Regions from separate parts of the Mus musculus genome. Here regions 1 and 2 are each linked to region 3. A link is a contact called in public HiChIP or PLAC-seq and promoter capture Hi-C data. All regions are on one chromosome and are shown on one strand. The core of a region is the stretch at or near the end of the contact, and the rest is flanking DNA. Distances in the headings are between cores, read along the strand shown.

What was found. Promoter capture Hi-C pulls out the DNA fragments that hold promoters and counts their contacts. HiChIP or PLAC-seq counts read pairs in DNA pulled down with a chosen protein or histone mark.
Region 1: an H3K4me3 HiChIP or PLAC-seq map of embryonic limb bud shows a contact between it and region 3, with 5 times the contacts expected there. The contact joins the enhancer-like site here to the promoter of Jarid2 in region 3. A contact is called at or near these places in 8 of 39 promoter capture datasets (the 3T3-L1 cell line, cranial neural crest, frontonasal cranial neural crest and 4 more), 5 of 484 Hi-C or Micro-C datasets (adipose-derived mesenchymal stem cells, cortical neurons, muscle stem cells and 1 more), 10 of 115 datasets of contacts at active chromatin or transcription factors (VIP interneurons, astrocytes, bone marrow-derived macrophages and 7 more) and 1 of 9 other capture datasets (adipose tissue).
Region 2: a contact with region 3 is called in a promoter capture Hi-C map of hippocampal neurons, with 5 times the contacts expected there. The contact joins the enhancer-like site here to the promoter of Jarid2 in region 3. A contact is called at or near these places in 6 of 39 promoter capture datasets (the 3T3-L1 cell line, cranial neural crest, frontonasal cranial neural crest and 2 more), 1 of 484 Hi-C or Micro-C datasets (cortical neurons), 18 of 115 datasets of contacts at active chromatin or transcription factors (DN3 thymocytes, T-cell acute lymphoblastic leukemia, astrocytes and 14 more) and 2 of 9 other capture datasets (adipose tissue and liver).

The regions. Positions count from the first base shown.
Region 1 is chr13:44,181,094-44,185,230 of GRCm38.p6, reverse strand. No RefSeq gene overlaps it. Among named protein-coding and RNA genes, the nearest start is that of Gm33684, 33 kb to the right of the region's middle. Within about 2 kb of position 2,255, at least 23 of the 459 cell types and tissues checked have an H3K27ac peak or open chromatin away from gene starts, as enhancers often do. A contact at or near this core is called in adipose tissue, embryonic limb bud and trophoblast stem cells, where this site is marked.
Region 2 is chr13:43,990,168-43,994,396 of GRCm38.p6, reverse strand. No RefSeq gene overlaps it. Among named protein-coding and RNA genes, the nearest start is that of Gm2233, 43 kb to the right of the region's middle. Within about 2 kb of position 2,461, at least 48 of the 459 cell types and tissues checked have an H3K27ac peak or open chromatin away from gene starts, as enhancers often do. A contact at or near this core is called in adipose tissue, cortical neurons, forebrain and 3 more, where this site is marked.
Region 3 is chr13:44,729,012-44,733,323 of GRCm38.p6, reverse strand. Jarid2 (jumonji, AT rich interactive domain 2) reads right to left here and starts at 2,053. Exons shown (of 18, transcript NM_001205043.1): 1 at 1,408-2,053. The coding sequence starts at 1,452.

The DNA of each region.
Region 1 (4,137 bases), core at 1,006-3,505, 550 kb after region 3:
CTAATACAGAGACCATGACCAGTTGCAGACACACAGTCCTGTGACTGCCCTGTCTGCTCTGTGTCACTGCCTAGAAAATCTTGCTCATTGATAGACTTGTGACACACTTCTTCCTACATAGGTTCTGCCAATAGAACTTATCAAACTGGATAGCAATTTTCTGTCTGTCTGTCTGTCTGTCTGCCTGCCTTTTTTCATCAGGCTGAATAATGATTGAGGACAGAGGCTATATCTTTTCTCACTGGTCCAAAAGTGATAAGTCCTAAGTTCTTGTCACTGAGTGACTCTGTCAGATTTCCACTGATGCTTTAAGATCACCATAGGTAGACATTTGGTGCCATTGGGAGCAGCCTGGTTCCATCCCAAATCCTCTGGCCTCTTCATGGCTGCCACAGGATCACCTGATGCCACACTTTCTGGTGCTTGCCTGAGCGTTTGCTGAATCTGTGTCCCCTTCTCTACATCTGTACTGAATCCCTGCTGTGGTCTCCCAGTAGGTCCACAGGCTACATTTCCTAGAACAGAGCTACCTCCACTGTTCTGTCTGGGGTATGGGTGTTGTGGTGTCTGATCCCCCATAAGAAGACATTATAGCAGAAGTGGGAATTGGAGAGGAATAAAGTTGGATATCAGGTGGGAGGCAGGTTGTTTAGGAGCATGTTGACATGAAAGACTTTGGGTTTTATCTCCTGTAGCTGGAGATAGTGATCAAGAAGAACTACAATAACATGTGTTTAAAAGATAATGCTGGCTGCTAAGGAAACAGTGTTGTATAGTAAATGGAGACCCTGGTACACTGGTTCCCAGACAATCAGACCATAGGATATGATGGTGACATATAGGGCTGTCCTGGAGGCTGAGATGGGCAGCACTAGAAGTGAATGGGGAAGACAAGGGATGACTTCTGGTCTTTAGTTGAACAACTGAATAGGCAGAGGCAGCACTTCCTTAGGCGTGGCAGAGGGGTAGCTTTGGGGACCAAACCAAGGATACCTTTTAGATGTATAATTTGTGCTAGCTCCTGGGTAGCCAAAGTGACCATCCTCCTAGAAGGCAGCTAGAAATGCAAATGTCAAGGTCAAAGGAAAATGACAAATGTTGGTATCAGCAAAATACAGATCATGGTTGGATGATACCCAAGAGGCAGAAAGCACAGTACACTCCTAGATGACCATCCCTGGATAATACCCCAGAGGGAGAAAGCACAGTACATGCCTAGATGACCACCATCAGCCCAGTCCTGGGGCAGTTGAACTTGAGTGTAGGAAGAGAGGCAGGAAAGGAGTCTGGACAAAGTCCTGTAATGAGGAAGGAAACCAGGGAAGAGTGATATCTTATGATATTAAGACAGGGAGGCATCAAGTAGGACTTGGGTAGCTCGAAGCAGAGAAATGCTTGCCTGGTCTTGTCCCAGTACGTAGAATGTGCAATTCTACCATCCTGACAGAGATGAAGGTATTCTAAAGAGATACTTTGCCCTTCCCTTTGACTATCAAACTATTAAAACAACAGACTCAAAGAAAATGCTGTTTCCACAGGAATTCCATGTTGGGGAAGGGCAAGGCTCTGATGTCAGTAAAAGGAAGAAACGGTCTCCAGTCTCTAGCTTCCAGGAAGATATTCTGCATAGTTCGCACAACTTGTGAGAGCACTTGGCAAGAGAGGCTGGAGCTGAGACACGGATGGGTCAGTGATGGGCGGGACCATCCCTTCACCAGGACTGTTGAGCTTTGCATGCTCTTATCCTCTACTTAAATCTGAACCTCATGTCCAGGCACTGAAGATGGAGTTGGTGCTCAGGGGACTGTACCATTGGACCTCGTTATTTGTTGTTCTTCCCAGCGTAGTCACATTACTCAAATTTCTGCTCTGCTGTATTAGTTATCCATCTAGTTGGCCTGTTGAAGATAGTAGCAAGCATAGCTTGCTAAGGCTACCATGCTCCAGCTCTGACACTAAAAACTCTGATAACAGCATGAGTTTGAGGCTAGCCTGGGCTACACACACACACACACACACCTTAACACAGACCTAGGGGAGGTGGGAAGAGTCCTATTTTCTACTTTCTATTTTGGTAGTAATAGCTATTCTAAGGCAGTCAGAATGACTCTAACAATGTAAGCAGCCGAGAACAAAGTCTCCTAAGGTTAATGAATTCCCCAAGGTGTGTTTAAAAGACACAGTGCACAGCACACCCGCAGTGCAGCACAGCCCGAAGCACCAAGAGCACTGCTCACAGTTCTTGGCTCCTAACGTTGGGATCGCGCCTGAATGTCCTTTTCTCCTCCAAAGGGACAAAAGGCTTTCTGGCACAGGCTGTCTAGATCCGTGGAAAAAGCCATATTCCTAAAATAAAGGAATAACGAGAGGGGAAAACAAAGTAAAACCTTGGCTCGACCCTAGGTAAAAATGTACAATTAGAGACGGGTTTCATTCACATCCCAAGGCATTGCCATTGTACCACGGGGCTAGCTCGCAACAATGCTGGCTTTGTGTCGGAGTCATTAAAGACTCCATCCAGGTTGTTTATTTCAAGTCTGGCAGCAGCCTGACCCAGAGGAGCCTGAAGTCAGGTCTTGAACTCTTTGGCTGAGTGGAAGAATGACATTTTTCACACTTGAAAGCCAAGTTCTTTCCCCAGGCTCCGACTCCATCCCATGATTAGTTGCTATTTGCTTAACACGAATGAAGGAACAAAGGTGAAGTTTGATAAACTGAAGAAAGTGTTTGATTTAATTGGGAGAGCTGGACTCTGCGAAGATCACTTTTACTATCTGAACCTGGACTCAGGAGTTTAAGAGAGTGACGTATTGGAAAAGGATGGAGCAAAGATCAAAATAACGAGCATGGCTTCTACCCATTTCCCACATCGCCAGTGGAGTCTATGGGAATAGAATTATGTTCCCCTCTTCCTACTCTGGAACAATGGTTCAGTCAGGGAAATACATCCTCAAAAGCATGTGAACCAGAGCTGGGGTCTCTGGACCACCAGAGAATGAGAGTGGTGTGTACCTGTGGTGGGGATTAGTGAGCAAGTGTGTTCCAGTCAGTGGGGGAGAGAGCCCTGTTCTGAGAAACAAGGAAGTGCGTCATACAATCAAAATGTATTGGATGTAATGCCCAAGAATTAACAGGATATGTATTTTTTAAAGGTAGAGAGTGACTTAGGAAGACACCCGAGTCAAACTCTGGATTCCTCTCTCTCTCTCTCTCTCTCTCTCTCTCTCTCTCTCTCACACACACACACACACACACACACACACACACACACACACACACACGCACATGCACATGCACACGCGCATGCACACATGCACGCACACATGTATGCACACACACATGCATGTATGCATGCACACATTTGCATATACACACTCATAGCACTCCCAGGCCTTTCATAATCTAGATTAGCTCTCACATTCCCCTTTCCTGAACACCTTTCTAACTGTAGCTGGGAAGACTTTCCCCCTAACTTGCTTTCTCTCTGTGCCCTTTACAGAAATGGTTTTCTGTCTCTAGCTGGAAAGGGCAGGGGGAGACTGGGTTTGCAACTGGAGTATTATCTTTGAAGACTCAAAGAGGGCTGAGTTCTAGAAGTTCCTCACATTAAGAGGTCTTGTTGTTGTTTGGCTATTATGTATTCAAAATAGGAAAATGTTCTGTCCCCTGCCCCTACAAGACTGTTGAGGGGACTGACTGAGATTCACTCAGGTATCCGTGAGCTTTCAGCAGATGTCCGGAGTCGTTTGTTGGTGCTGTCGCGTGATCATTATTTAATATCCCAAGTGCAATTTTTCTTATCTCATTCTCATGAAAGATAAGTTTTATCTTCATAATAAACACACAGCTGCTTTCCTTTTAAAACGTAAGTTCCTAAACAAATAAAAAGTAAATTGATGACCTTATTTTTTTTTAAAAAAAGGAAGCTAATGCAGGAAGCACCCAGAAGTAACCCCGGATGCATTGTTCAATTTATTATTAATAGTCAGTGTGGGATAATAAGAATCTGTGCCTACCCCATGCATTTAAAATAGTTAACGCATGTGTTTGTTTGTCTATGTGGTAACTTCAGCAGGCTGTGGGTTTAAAGGGGGGAGACTCAGGGACTGTTCCTTTTTTCATTAATTAATTTATTTA
Region 2 (4,229 bases), core at 1,212-3,711, 740 kb after region 3:
TGGAGACCTGGGCAAGACAAAAGAGAAAAGAAAGGTAGAGAGACAGAGAGTCAGAGAAAGACTTAGAACCAATGGTTCACATAGTGGGGCTGTTTCTCTGCTGTAAAACTCTCATGTTGTGTCTGGGACCCAAGCCATCCTTTGGTTTAGTGTATTTATACTGGATGTGCACTGTGGAAGCTGGGGGCGGGGCAGGGGTATGGAGAGGGAAGAGGGAGGGAGCAAGAGAGGGGGAGAGGGAAGGAGAGAGAGGGGGAGAGGGAAGGGGAGAGAGGGGGAGAGGGGGGGGAGGGACAGAGAGGAGGAGGGGGAGGGGAGGGGGGGAGAAAGAGAAGACAAACTATGGTAGAAAGAGTGTGGTGGAATAGAGCTGCTCCATAGTGATGACCTGGAAGATGAGAAGATGCCTGGGGCCTCAATATCCTCATCAGAGGAGAGCTCTACCGACCTGACTGGGGCTTCCCTCCAGCTTCCACCACCTCCCAATAGCAACCCAGACCAAGAACCAAAGACCCAGTCCTGAATATGTGGGCCTCTGGCAAACACTCCTGAACCAAGCAGAAACGAGGTATGTGGGTCAGGACTGGTGAGCAGAATAAAGTGAGGTTCTAAAATCGTCAGTTAAAGCAAGCCTTTCTCTTTATAAGTCGATGGCCTCAATTATTCTGTCATAGGAGCTGGAAGCTAACACATACCTCTGGTCCTCTTCCCGAGGAGGCCAGACCTCTTCTATACCAGGAAGAAGAAGCGAAAGAACACATCAGCAAGCAGGATCTGAGCTGCTTGCAAGATCCTTTTAACAGTGGTCAGAACTTGGCCCTCACAGAAGAGCTGATTTTCTACACCCCCCCCCCCCAGGAAGTTCCATGGCTCTTCTCCTCTCTTGCCCGCCCCCTTTCCTCTTTCAGCTTGAGTTGTCTCCAAGTCACCTGACCGACGTCGTTCATTTTGCTATCCATAAGTAAACATATCTATTCCAAACAACCAACCAACCATATGAAACCATTATTCATGGTAAAGACTACGGTGTGTTCTGATGCTAAGTCACTAATAAGCTACAGGTAGAAGGATGGATTAGCACAACTAGAATACTAAGAGGACTAGAGGCTGGCTCCCATGGCTCTCTCTCCAGCCTCTCTCAGGGCTCCTCTGCTCACTGCCCTGAGTGTCAGCAAGCTACACTGTGCAGCTAGATTCCAAGAGACCTGTAACAGGTGATTCAGCCTCTTGAACTTCAGTCCACTACTCTGCATCTGCTGGCACATGCCCCAGACAATACTCTTACTAGGGAGTGAGCTGGTGTGTGGCCAGTGCTCTATGAAGAATTTGAATGTTGTTTGAAGTTTAAAGTTTTTTCTCATTTGTGAAATGGTTTTCTTTAATATTTCTCAGTATTTTCATCTTGTTTGGAAAAGAGATATAGTATATATTAGTCCTCATGTTAGCTGCTTCTATTCTCCTCCTCCTCCTTCTTCTCCTCCTTCTCCTCTTCTTCTTCTCTTCCTCCTCTTCCTCTTCCTGCTACTTCTCCTTCTTTTTCTCTTTCTCTTCCTCCTCTCCCTCCTCTTTCTCTCCTTCTCCTCCTTTTCCTTTTCTTCCTTCCTCTTCCTCCTTTTCCTCTTCCTCTCCGTTTCTTCCTTCTTTAAAGAAGAAGACATGATCTCATATATCCCAGACTGGCCTTGAACTTACTGTGTAGGCAAGGATGACCTTGACCTTCTGACCCTCCTGCCCCTATCTCCAGAGTGCTGGGATTACAGACGTGCGCCACCATACACCACTATGCAGGGCTCAAACACTAGGCTTCATGGATACTAGATAAACATTCAACAAACTGAGTTACAAATCCAGCCCACTTGAAATTACTTTTTTTTTTTTATTCCTGTGATCAAATCCCTGAAAAACAGCACTTGAAGGGAGAAGTATTCTTATTTCTGAAGAGATCTTGGCTCATGATCTGAAGGGATACAGTATATCATGGAAGCAAAGGCAAGATGGTGGAAGTGTGGAGTGGCTGGTCACGCCATATCCACAGTCAGGAAGTAGATGGAGATGAACAGAGATCTCCATACTTGATTTTTTTTTAATCATCTTGGGACTCCACCACCCACATTAGTCCATTTGGGAGAAACACTAAAGGCCTACGCAGAGTTATGGCTCCTAAGTGATTCTAAATCTAACCAAGTTGAACGTTAACTACCACATTAACCTAAGTCTAAACATCATAGATCAATGATGACAGAAGCAGACAAAAGACAAAACAAAACAAACAAACAAACCAAGGTCTGAGTAACCAGTGGGACAGATGCCAGGCAAGGGCGCAGCCCAGACTGACAGCCAATTCATTAGAAGAGAATCCCTTCAGGATAAGCCAACTCATTCTTTGAAGCAATGTAGTCACAAGAATGAGGCAGTACTCTTTGCTGGCTTTTGGCCAGCCCAGCTCTGGGAAGCGTGGTCAGCGTCTTTAACTGGACTTGGCCTCCGGAAACAAAGCTCAACCTCTTTAGCAGGAGGCAGGGTTTCCCCACTGCCCACTAAACTGTTTGCAAAAGAAAAGAAAGAAAGGTAAATATTTGAACACCAGAAAATAAATAATGATCATAAATAATGCAGTCGTCTTCCAGTGTTTGCCCACAGCCGCTGACAGGCTGCCATGTGAAGTTTGCTTCTTACAGCGGTGTCTGCAGCCCAGCAGCTAGGTAAGGGCGTCAGGGGAGGGAGTACCTTTTTCTAAGGCTTGTATGGCATTGTGAAGAGATCTGCTCAGAGCCCTCTCCTGCATTCTGGGAAGAAGAGAGAAGCCCCCTTTTGCTAATTCCTGGCATGTTTTATGCTATCTGAATGATCAATCCAGTTTCCTCTTCCAGGTATTATATGGGGTAGAGATAGCATAAACATGTGGAATTAACTAGAATTCAAATGACTGTCAAATGTCTATTCAAATGACTGTATCAATGACATAATTCACCTGAACTCCAGCTGCCCATTCACAAAGTGGGTACAGCAGAAGGTACAGCAAGGACACTGTTCAAGGATGAGCCACGGTATAATTCATATACTTGGCACAAAACGGGCACAGCCATTTGCAGTCGGCAAATTACAAAGAGGAATTTAGACGCTCCTTGGAAAACAAAGCAACAAAAACAAGACGTTCCTACCTGGCCTGCCTCTTAAACACACGGCACCAACTGGCGTGTGTTTTAAAAACCGTATCTGTGTCTCATGCTCAAGTAATCATTCTAAAAATACAGATTCCGCAAAAGGAAATGTGGTGCATCTACTTCTGATTTTACTCTTTATAAAAACACAAGCAGATCCTCTGCACGGAGGGAGAGAATTCAATTTGCAGTTTCTTGACGTGTGTTTTGCCTTCCCAGGGAAACGTGTAAGCTGGTAACTCAGCATACGTCAGATTTGGGAGGCAGCCATGTCTCTTGCAGCACTCAGCCTCACTAACAAGGCACAGCTTCTCCAAATGACCCATCCGTCAGCGGCACGTGAGCTGGGAGAATTGATTAGCCAGCCCTGTCACAGGAGAGCCATGGTGCAGCCTGAGAAAAACCATGCCAACACCCCACGCTCTCGGCCTCGGGGTGCATTCCGTTTGAGGGGTCGAATGGAGTTGAATTGATGAAGTGTTAAAAGTGAGAAGGTAACACAGAGATGTGGTCCTCTGCTTAAGGCAGATGGGTAAATCAAAGCCCAGAGCATCAGACAGCTTGCTCAGTGACAGAGCTGCCGATGCAAGCCAGGTTTCTTGACCTCCTTCCCGGCCACTGGGGAAATCTATTTCATCCATAGCCAAGTGAAATGTTTTCCTGGATTCCCCTGTGACTCTGAGGGTACAGGAACTGGAATATAAAGGCTTAGAGTCCCTTGGCCTTATTCTGTTTAGATCACACCTTACATGGGATGGCACCACCAAGAGAGGTGATCCGTGGGATAGAACAACATCACCTGGCTTCCTGGCCCTTTGGCTTTCTGAGTGGCTCTGTGCCTCCATACCAGCAGGGTGTCTAGCATATTGCAGGAATTCAATGAGTATTAACTGACTGGACACATTTTAAGTGTACACTGTCAAATCTTGTTAGTAAAAACAGTGCAATGAGCGTTGACCCTTGGCTGATAGGAGAGAGAGGCTCGAGCAAGAGTAACTGGATAAATAAGACTCTCAGCAAGCAGGAAGAATGACTCTCCACTCCTGCCTTTACCACCTGGCTGACCAA
Region 3 (4,312 bases), core at 804-3,303:
GGATAGGGTGGGGGTTCTCGTCCCAAGTTCTACCCCATATCCTTTGTGGCTACGTCAGGAGACATGCTCTGGGAAGGAGTCCACGCTCCAAGGCAAGGCTGTGTGTCCATGCAGTTTCTACACATCGAGTTTAAACTAGTCCTTTGCGCTTTACCCGGCCCACTGCAATGCGGATGTATTTTAATTCTTAAATTCCTTATGGAGTAGGCTTTGTAAGTTGAGCTTCATTTAATCTTACGTTTCTTTCAAGTTAAGTTTACGTGTATAGATTAGGATCAGCTCTCCGGGAGAAATTCAGGTTTTCCATTAAATGTGTGTGTGTGTACACATTTAACAAAACCACTGCCCAGAAGGTCATCTCCCATTATACACTCCTCTCTAACCAAAAAGGAAAAATATTAAGACCAAATCATCGACCCTAGTTAAATAAAACTTTCTCATAGGGTCGCATTGTTCTTTATTTATCTTCAAGGGCCTTTTTTTTTTCTGGGGGAAAAAAGTGTACTTTGCTCTAAAGCATACGCAGCTAACCACCGGATCACTCGAGTGCATATTTGGTTAATCCCCTGGTTTCCCTCTCTACTCCCTCCCCCCAAACTTACAAAAAAAAAAAAAAAAAAAAAAAAGCCACTACACAAAACAAAAACACTCCCTATGCCAAGCAAGACGCTGCTATACTGTGCACAAAACAAACCTAACCATCACAACCCAATCTCAGAAACCCAGTTTTCAGGGAGAAATTATTCGTATTAACATGCATTCACTCAGGCACACATATACTTTTACATGAGCTATGTTTTTCCCCTCAAACTAGAAACCATGAATCTTTAGAACCAAAACCAGCCTCTTTATAAAAGTCAATACCAATAAATGCATTCCCAGTAACATGATTCCCAACTGGGTCATGTTGCAAGCTAGATAAGCCAAAAGGGCCACATATATTAAATGATGTGCCAGTGCTAGAAGATCGCCATAATCGTACTCTGGATTGCAACTTAGCTTCCAACACACATACCTTACACGATTTTCCAAATAACACTAATAACAGGCTCATTTGTATGCAAAGTGCAATATGGGACCAAATCCGCCCGAGAATGCAGTTAGATCACTGCGGGGGCCCCCACACACAGAACCCCAACCTCCACCAAAACCCCTTGCCTTTCACCAAAACTACATCAACGTTGTGTCATTCGAGGTCAATTTATATACTTGAGGTATCTCTACACCAGTCTGTTTTCTCAACCAAACTAGGCAGACACGACTTTGCCTGAAAAGCCCTTTCGGAAAAGAAAGAGCTTTATCGGACGCTGTTTAAAACCTTTCAGCTGCAGAATTATCTATAAACTTGACATTCACAACCATCGCTTAAAACTGCAAGCCAAAGGATGTGTTGTTAAGAGCACTTACGTATTTCTTCTGAATGATATTCCTCTTGGGTCTTTCCTTGCTCATTCTGAGATCCAAATGCTGATTGCAAAAGGGGACAATTGCTTCATGAATTTAAAGCCGTCAGAAATTTGCAAAAAAATATCCTGGTGGTTTTTATTGTTGTTGGTGGTGGTTGATCTTGTAATCCGACTTTTCTTCCTCTTCCCCCAAAACCAGATTCGCCTTGAAATAAATCCGAAATTGAGAAGGATAAAAGAAAAAATATAAAAAGAGCCAAAGACGAGCGAAGCAAACAAGAAAAATTCACTTTAGTAAAACACTCATAATGGAAAATTTCCCCCGAAACATACAACAGACACAAAAAAAGAAAAGAAAAAAAAAGAAGAAAAAAAAAAAAACCGACGCCCTTCACTCCCCCCCTTTTTCTTCCAAAAACTACATCAGCGAAACGTGAAGGTCCTTAGTATCTGATCTGTAGTTACATCTTGAAGAAGAAAAAAGGAAAAGATAAATTTAAAATGTTGGAAGTCACGTTTGTGCTGCAGCAGCAGTGCGAGCAGAAGAGTCAACTCCAGCGGCGGCGGTGGCGGCGGCAGCACCACAGCGGAGGGCTCGCCGAGTCTCTTTTTTCCAAGCCCCTTAACCAATGAGAGAGAGGCTAGCCAGCCCAACTTTAAATGGACTCTGCTTTTATACAAGTTAGGGCTCCTCGGCTAATTCGCCACCTCCCGCCAGCCGAAAACTCCCACAGCTGAGCCCCCCGCACGCCTGCCTAACCTCTGCCCACAAGCCCCGGCCCGGTGCGGAGAACTCCCGCAGCCCCGTCGACGAGACCCCGGAAAGGCCTCCACGAAGCCTCTGCGGGCCGCCCGTCAGGCGCCTCTCCCACGCCGAGCCCAGTCGTGGAATTGAGAGAGGCTCCCTAGCTCAATGCATGGCACGCTCGGTCGCTCCACCTCAGCCCCTTCCCCCCCCCCCCCCCCACCCGCAGTCCGCTCACCCAACAGTCGCCGCATGCAAACCTTCGCCACTGCCCTCACGTCTACCTGCAGCCGGGCAGCTGGGTACCAGTGCCCCAGGACGCCCGGCCCGGGGGAGAGCCGCCTATTCCCGGGGCACCTTAGAATAGTCCCCTTGATCTTCTGGAAGTTGTAGTCCCTTGACTACAAAATGGCTATGGCCACGGAAGCGAAGAACTACAATTCCCAGCGTGCCCCACGCCTCCTGTCACTCAACTCCCTTTTCCCCGATCGCTTCCCCCTCCCCCTTCCCCGGGCCCTGCCAACAAACGCTTGGACGTGTCCCGCGTGCGACACTGCTAGAGGCTGGCTCGGGATTGGCCCGCGGAGCGTGTGGTCCGGGAGCGAGGAACTCCCCACGCCGGCCCCGCCCCCCAGTCCCCTCCCCGCGGGGGCCGCCCTCCCGGCCCGGCCCGGCTCGGCCCGGCCCCGCGCGCCCCGCCCCGCCCCCACCCCGGGCGCGAACCGCCTGTGGAATCGAGGAATCGGCGCGCGAGAGCGCGCCCGCGGGCCCGCGAGGGCAAGCCGCCAGGCTTCCCGGGGGAAAGGCCTCGGAGCGTGGCGGCGGCGGCGGCGGGGGGCGGTGTCAGCGAGGGGTTGGAGCGGGTCCTCAGCCAAACTGGGCCACGCACCAAGAGGGATCCTCGCTCGGTGCGAACTCGCTGATCGGCAGCGCCCGCTTGCTTCAGCCGTTGCCGGCGGTGTCACCTCAGGACAAGCGCCCGTGTGCCGAGCAAGCGGGCGGCCGCTCGGCCGCCGGGGTGGTCCGAGGTCACGGCTCCAAGCCGGCCCGCGGCCGCACGCGACCCCACGCGCGAGGCAGACGCGGCTGGGGCAGCCTCCCGGCGAAAGCTCGCGGCCTCGTGGTCGCCGGCCCGCGTGCCCGCCCCTGTCCCCGGGGCCGACGCGACCCTAGGCCGTCGCCGGTGGCTCCGAGGTGAAGCCCCGCCGTCCCTGGAGACGGTGAAGGGGGTCTTTACCCTCAGGACTAGGGCTGTCCGCGACCGAGACTCCCAACGCCGAGGTGAAACCGTGAACGGAAAAATGGAGACCGACCCCCCAACACAGGCAGCCCGTAAGGAAGCGTCTCGAACACTGAGTGCCCGAGAGCCCAATGGTCTGTGCCCCGCAGCCTTACCTGCCCCAGCCCCTGCCCTGCCCAGGCTCGCCAGTCGCTCAGATCAATGGATCGCAGGCCCTGCTGTCGCTCTCGGGGGCATTCGCAGGAACTTTAGCACGGCTCCCAGCCTCGGCGCTAATTTCCTGGTTCTAACCTATGGTCTTCAAGGTCCTGCTTTTCAAATCTGACTGGCTAGCCTCAGGGAAGCGAAAAGGCTTGGAGCCTCTCCCATCCACCTGCAGACACACATTGGCTTCTTCCTCTCTCTCCTCCCGGGCAGTCGGTTCCCAAAACAAGCACTCCCGAGTCACGACCATTCCACTGTTAGTCGCAACAGGGCAACTTAGTCATGGTGTCTAGAAGGTTCTAAAAAAGCGAGTTAACACCTATGGATTCAGAGGTCACAGTGGCCACTTCAGACAAGTTGAGCGATGGCTTTCCTAAGCTGCTCAGTTTCCACATCTGCAAGTTGATTCCGGCCAAAGCTTATGGAGAGGATTATAAAGTAACAAAACCCTAGTTTAGAACCATGCAGGTTATTGGACTGTTTCATGAGTTGACATAAGACACCCTTATTTTTAAAAAGTTATACCTCATTATTTGTCTTATTTTTTAAGTTTCTAAAACTCATGTTCATTTTACAAGCAGAAAAATTAATTGCCTGTGTGTCTTAAATAATGCACAAATTGTTCACTGTTTCCGTTTGGTTGGAATGATCGAATACATTTCTATTTTACAGTTCAGTTTTGACCACCCAAGTGACTTTATGGTCGTCTTGACACAA